Regions from separate parts of the Hordeum vulgare genome. Here region 1 is linked to region 2. A link is a contact called in public Hi-C data. All regions are on one chromosome and are shown on one strand. The core of a region is the stretch at or near the end of the contact, and the rest is flanking DNA. Distances in the headings are between cores, read along the strand shown. Region 1 holds the start of LOC123424596. Region 2 holds the start of LOC123424594.

Region 1 (2,894 bases), core at 289-2,788, 170 kb after region 2:
ATGAGCATGAATGCATTGGACACCTTATTTATACATATAAGAGTAGTGGTAGTCTCCAACGTAAAAGGGAAAAAACTTTCTCCAAAAAGCAGAAGGATGAAAAAGAAAAGGAAATTGGATACAACAAACAGCTATCTCTCAATGCCATACCTGGATTTCATTCTCATTAGAAACTGCAATTAGTATCCCCTGATTTTGTATAAACTGCAATACATGACAATCCATTACTCACTTTTACAACTGGCAATCAGATATAGGGTTTTAGAGGTTACGAAAGACGTAAGCAAGTACAAAGTAGCTAGTTACTAGTGTAGCATGCAAAAGTAGCTTCTGGTGGCACGCAGTTTCTTCAGAGAACTATATAACTAAGGCAGAGGCCAGAGGGTGAAAGTGTACAATTTACTGAGGCAAGTAACATGGAAGGAACCCAAAGGACTGTACTGGCTAGAGTTTCAGTCAAAGATAAAATCGACTTCACTAGAAAAGGAACACCCTCCACTTCAAACCAACCCAAACTAAAAAAAAAAAAAAAGAACTCAGCATTTTTCCACTGAGTTCATTGTCTAAACACGCATGGTGAAAGTAGATAATGATCAGTCATTGGATGGAAAGCCAAACCTGAAGATACTTGTATGGCATGCTCTTTGGCGATATGAGGATGCCTTCAATATTATCACCCCCAAAGATTTTTATCCTGCCATCCCTGCAGTTTGAAGCGCGGTCACCATCAATCCAACAGGAGGTGAACACGACATGGACACAGAAAACGTGCTCAACGGCTTGCCGGCATGCTCTACTAGCTCGAATCGATCAATGATCTCAACACGCATTAAGTGTTCAAGCCTAAGAGCTGAAGGCGGGATGGAACACTGCAAATGCATGACCTGCTTTACATGCTTATTTGGATGCCTTTCTGTATGACAGGAAATGGTTTGCTGCTCGGGCTCAGAGAGTAAACACAACTTGACAGAGACATCAGCTTCGGTTTTAGTACTCCCTCCGTCCCAAAATGACTGTCTCAAGCTTAGTACAACTTTGTATTAGAGCTAATACAAAGTTGAGACATTTATTTTGGGACGGAGGGAGTACTATTTTGCAGTGGAGGTTGGGGACTCACAGCGTCCCGACGGCGAGGAGCCGCTGCACGGGGTCGAACGCCATGACGGAGGCGGCGTAGGGGACCCCGTAGTGGAGCGCGATCTGCGCGTCCAGCTGGGCCGCATCGCCGGCCGCCGCCGCCCCTCCTCCACCACCTCCTCCTTTTTCTCCGCCCCCTCCCTGCAGCAACAGCCAGACACACAGAATCACCAGCAGAAGGACAGTGTCAGCTCCGGAAGGAAACCCCGCCGGCCAGCCCCGGCGAAGGTGATCTGGTCGACCCCAAATCTGACGGGACAGAGCGGGGGAGGGGACGGGGCGAGACCTGGTGCAGCTTCTTCTGCAGGAAGCGCTTCGCGAACATCGGGGACGGGGCGGTTCGACGCCGGCTGCGGCGGGGACGTCGACGGCGACGGCGGCGAGGACTGGTGACTGGTTCGCGGCAGCAAGGGGGGCGGGGGGGGGGGGGGGGAGCGGGTGAGGTGAAGACGAAAGTGGGCGAGAGCGACTATGGGAAGCGGGTACGGCAACGGGAGACGGGCCGGGCCCGGGTCGGGCTCACCAAAAATCACACCGAGGGCCGAGGCTCCTACGTATCCGACTCGCACCACGGCTCGTAACCGATATATACCGGCCAACACCTGCGATCATAACCGATGCCAACAACACTCGCCATCCGCCGGAATTGGTAGGTACCTCAACGGAAAGCGATCCGTCTTCCCAAGCTCCCATCGCGCCGGACGACGACCATGGCCATCGCGGAGTACGTCGAGTTCATGGCCGGCGGCGGCCGCGGCCCGGGCGGCGACGAGCTGCGGCGCAGGGCCAGGGACAGCCTGCTCTCCTCCGGCTGGACCTTGTACAAGAAGGCCAAGTGCGACGGCCGCCAGGAGCTCCGCTACCAGGCGCCCCACGGCGCCTCCTACATCTCCCTCATCGTCGCCTGCAAGAAGTTCCAGCAGTTCAGCACCGCGCCGCCGAGGAGTAGGACGAGCGGCAAGCCGGGTATGAAGAGGAAGAGCGCGGCGCCGGATTGCTCGTCCAGGAAGAGCAAGGAGATCAATGCGGAAAATGGCGGCCGTGAGACGGGTTTTGGCGGCGGCGAGGACGAGCGTGGGCCGGCCGTCCGCAACCCGTTCTCCAGGGAGTGCTGCCTCGCGAAGCACCGGAAGATGAGGAGGGTCTCCGCGCTCTACGCCGACGACGCCCTCGAGAAATACGCCGCCAGAAAGAGGAAGAAAGCGTCGTCGGCGCCTCCTCAACTTTGTGCTGCGTCCCCCGCGGCGTCGCTGGTGCGCGTGCTGCGGCCGAGGACCAAAGACGGCGACAAGGCTCAGGCTGCTGCTGCTGCGGCGGCGGCGGCGTGCCAGCCGACCCGCTCAAGGACGATCATCGCGGTGCTCATGGACAAGAAGATCGTTCCCCCGACGGCCAAGCTGTCCTACAAGCGAACCAGGGACGAGCCTCCGGTCAAGCAGGGCACGCTCACCGCGCAAGGGACCATACGGTGCGCGTGCGGCTGCGGCCGCAAGTCCTTCACCGTGGCAGAGTTCGCGGCCCACGCCCTCGGCGGCGAGTGCGGCGCCGAGCGGCCGTCGGCGAGCGTGTACCTCAACGACGGCAGGTCGCTGTCGCAGTGCCTGGTTCAGCTGATGCGTGCCCACGGCGGCGGCGGCAACAAGACCATGGGCTCGCCGTCGCCGCGCGCGAGGCTGAAGCGCAAATGCCCGCCCGAGCTGGAGGGCGGCGACTTCGTGTGCTCCGTCTGCGCCGACTTCGGCGACGTGCTGCTCTGC
Region 2 (3,156 bases), core at 436-2,935:
GGAGAAGTTGATATTAGAAGATGAGGTAAGAAACACATGCAGCGGAACATATACAGATGCTAATGTAAGGGGCTATAACCTGAAAAATTTCTACAAACAGAATGAGGAAATGACACAGCATCATCTTTCAGGAAATTTATTTGCTCGAAAGATGATACAAACTGCACATGCACAAAATAAATATATAATGGAATACAAATGGATGAGGCCAACCTAGTAACGAAGACAATGATCATCGAAGTGCTGAGTAGTCTTATTTTAGGAGACTTCAGTTGTTCTAGCAACAGTCCCAGGCTCTGGCTGGCTTCCATGGCTAGGTCACCAACATTAAGCAAAGGGTGACCTCCCCTTAACCATGCTATATTGAATCCCATATCTAAAAAGGATTGCCAGATTATGATGTCATAAATCCAAATGTTAAACAGGCCATTCGTACAAACTAGTACAGCACTGTTCTACCTTCTATGGCTTGGTTTGGTGGATCAGATGCGATATTAGGATCCGGGGTGTGCATAAGAACTGTTTTCTCAACAAACTTAACAGCCAGCAACCTGACTCCTTCATTGCCGGTAGGCTGACATGGAGATGCCAAAAATGAAAGGAACTGTAAGCCAAGATGATGCAATTAACTGGATGCGAAAAAGAGGATAGTCGCTTACCTGGAATGCCATGAGCGACACCGCTGATTTAAGCTTGAGCATCCATTCCCATGATGATTTGAGCGAATCGTCGATCCCCCCACTCGAGAACAAACCCTGGATTTAGGACCGGCAGACAGCAATATGAGTCAAAGTCTACACACAGGCAACTCTTATAGGTGCTGCTGTTAGCGTTACCTGGACAACGAGCTCTTGCAGTACTTTGGCAAATAAGTCTGTTCCCGTTTTAACAGCCTGTCTCGCGACCGCCGGCGTCTCGTCATTCAGAAGATCCAGCAGAGAGGGCATCATGTCGGGTATAAAAACAGTGTGCTTTGACCCAATCTCACCAATCATCCTATGTCAGGTGGACGAGTCGAATTAAGCATAAGTCAAGATACTTCGGTGTGTGGCAAGAACAAGATCAGATGATATCATGGCAGAAAGCATTCGGCCGCCATTCCACCGCATGAAACCTTGGCATTTGGTACTACTGCTAGTAAGCAAATTGCACATTTGAGTAACTGCCCACCGCAACGCATGGAACTCCAGAACGTTTTATAACAGAAAGATTACACATTTGGTTGGAACTTCGCTGCTACTTTCGTTGCGGGATTCGGCATCAATTTAAGTTTCATCGACTCGGACTGGCAGGAGGCAGCAAGGTTAAGCTGCGGACGGAACTGACTAGCGGAACGGAGCACCGAAGCGCCCCGACGGAACGGACCGATGAGAGGGGCGGGAGGCGGGATTACTCACTCGGCGACGAGCTTGCGCACGGGGCCGGCCTCGTCGGCGCGGAGCTCGGCGAGGCGGGGGACGAGCTCGTGGAGCGGCAGCCGGCGGAGCCCGCGCACCTGCAGGAGGCGCGGGCCCATGTCCCCGGCAGAGGCGTCCGGGTGGGGGAGGCCGTGGGGAGGGAGGGCTGGCGGGAGGGCCACCGCCATCGGGCCGTCGGAACCCTAGCTCCGGCGATCCCCGGCGACGCGCGTCCTGGGAGCAGTGGTGGTTTCTTCCCCCTCTTTAAACCTTTTTCTGTTTCTTGCTTAATAAATTATTAATGGCTCGGCCCTTTTGGTGTGCCTTTAAGTATCCAATCGGGGCGTAAGCGGGCCTGTTGGGTATCATGGGACGAGCAGCGACATGATTGAACTCTGTTGCTCATGGGCCAGGCCCATCTTCACAGCGTTCACGCTTGTGCAGCAATGGTTGATGGAGACCTACAAACCTTTTAAAAAAAAAGCAATAGTTGATGCACACCCTCTTATAAAAAAAGTTTATGCACAACCTAATGAAAATACAATAGTTGATGGAGGCTTGGTACCCTTTTGCTGGTTTTTTTTTTGCTTTTCCTTTCTTTATATGTATATGTACTCCAAAAATGTTTTCAACAAATTGTATGCTCGGAGGCATTTTTGTTCGTGCAAAATTTGTTCACAGCATTTGCTCATCCACTTTCGAAAAGATATTCATGACATACGAAAAATATTAGTAACCATTGAAATGAATGCACAACATTTAGAAAAATGATTAGATTTAAAAAAACACATTCATTTTTTAGAGGTGAAACCAAACTTTATTGATCATAATCCATAGTTTGTGGGATACAATTTGCATGGGGATGACCAAGCCACAAATGGTGCCCCGGTTGTAAGGAAAGTGAAAATTTAGCAATGTTATGGGCGTCAGCATTCGTTGCCCGTCCCTCAAAGGTAAAGGTACAGTTAAAGCCGATAGCGCCGTCATTGATCTCCTATATGATCGAACCATACATCCCCTGTTGCCAAGATTGATGTCATTGATTGCTTGTTTAGAGTCCGAGGCTATAATAAAGTTGTGCACCAGCAGATCTTCCGTCAAAGACAACGCCTCCCTACACGCGATTGCTTCAAGGGTCGCTACATCATGAACTCCAGGGATGACTAGGGATGAACTGCCCATGTAATTTCCGTTCGCATCTCGACAAATAGCAGCTGCAGAACCTCCTCTGTTTTGCCTCGCATAATTGGTAAAAAAATATGAAAATATGTTCGCATAATTGTAAAAAGATGTTTGTACAATTAAAATTTATTCATGACAGTTACAAATGTCCACGATTAAAATACATGTTCATGGCATTTTAGAAAAATGTTTGTGGAATATAAAATTGTGTTCGTACAATTTTCTGAAATGTTCATAACGTATAAAAATGTTTGTGCCATTTGAAAAACTGTTCATAAACACTTCAGAATTATTTTGCTCATTTTACAAAAACTGTTAATGGCATTTTTAAAATTTGTTAATTGTGTATATAAAAAATGTTCAAATGTGCATTGTACAAATGTGTGATTCGAATATATGTTCAACATGAAACTGAAAAATGTTCAATATGCATACGAAAAATATTCAAGGTGTATTAAAACAATCGACATGAATTTGAAATAGAAAAAAAAAGAAAAGGAAAAAAGGAAATCTAAAAAACGAAAGAAACCCAATAAGAACCCATAAAGAAAAACACAGGAAAAAAACAGAAATAGAA

The links. A called contact is a pair of places that touch in the nucleus more often than the background predicts.
Region 1: a Hi-C map of seedling shows a contact between it and region 2, with 3 times the contacts expected there. The contact joins the promoter of LOC123424596 here to the promoter of LOC123424594 in region 2. A contact is called at or near these places in 2 of 6 Hi-C or Micro-C datasets (leaf and seedling).

Annotation. Positions count from the first base shown.
Region 1 is chr2H:26,548,525-26,551,418 of MorexV3_pseudomolecules_assembly, forward strand. It overlaps LOC123424596, which reads right to left and starts at 1,539. Exons shown (of 24, transcript XM_045108238.1): 1 at 1,424-1,539; 2 at 1,118-1,278; 3 at 619-703; 4 at 151-204. The coding sequence starts at 1,462. It overlaps LOC123425132 (increased DNA methylation 1-like), which reads left to right and starts at 1,848. Exons shown (of 5, transcript XM_045108806.1): 1 at 1,848-2,894. The coding sequence starts at 1,848.
Region 2 is chr2H:26,382,672-26,385,827 of MorexV3_pseudomolecules_assembly, forward strand. LOC123424594 reads right to left here and starts at 1,686. Exons shown (of 28, transcript XM_045108233.1): 1 at 1,398-1,686; 2 at 837-996; 3 at 660-755; 4 at 460-574; 5 at 214-376. The coding sequence starts at 1,585.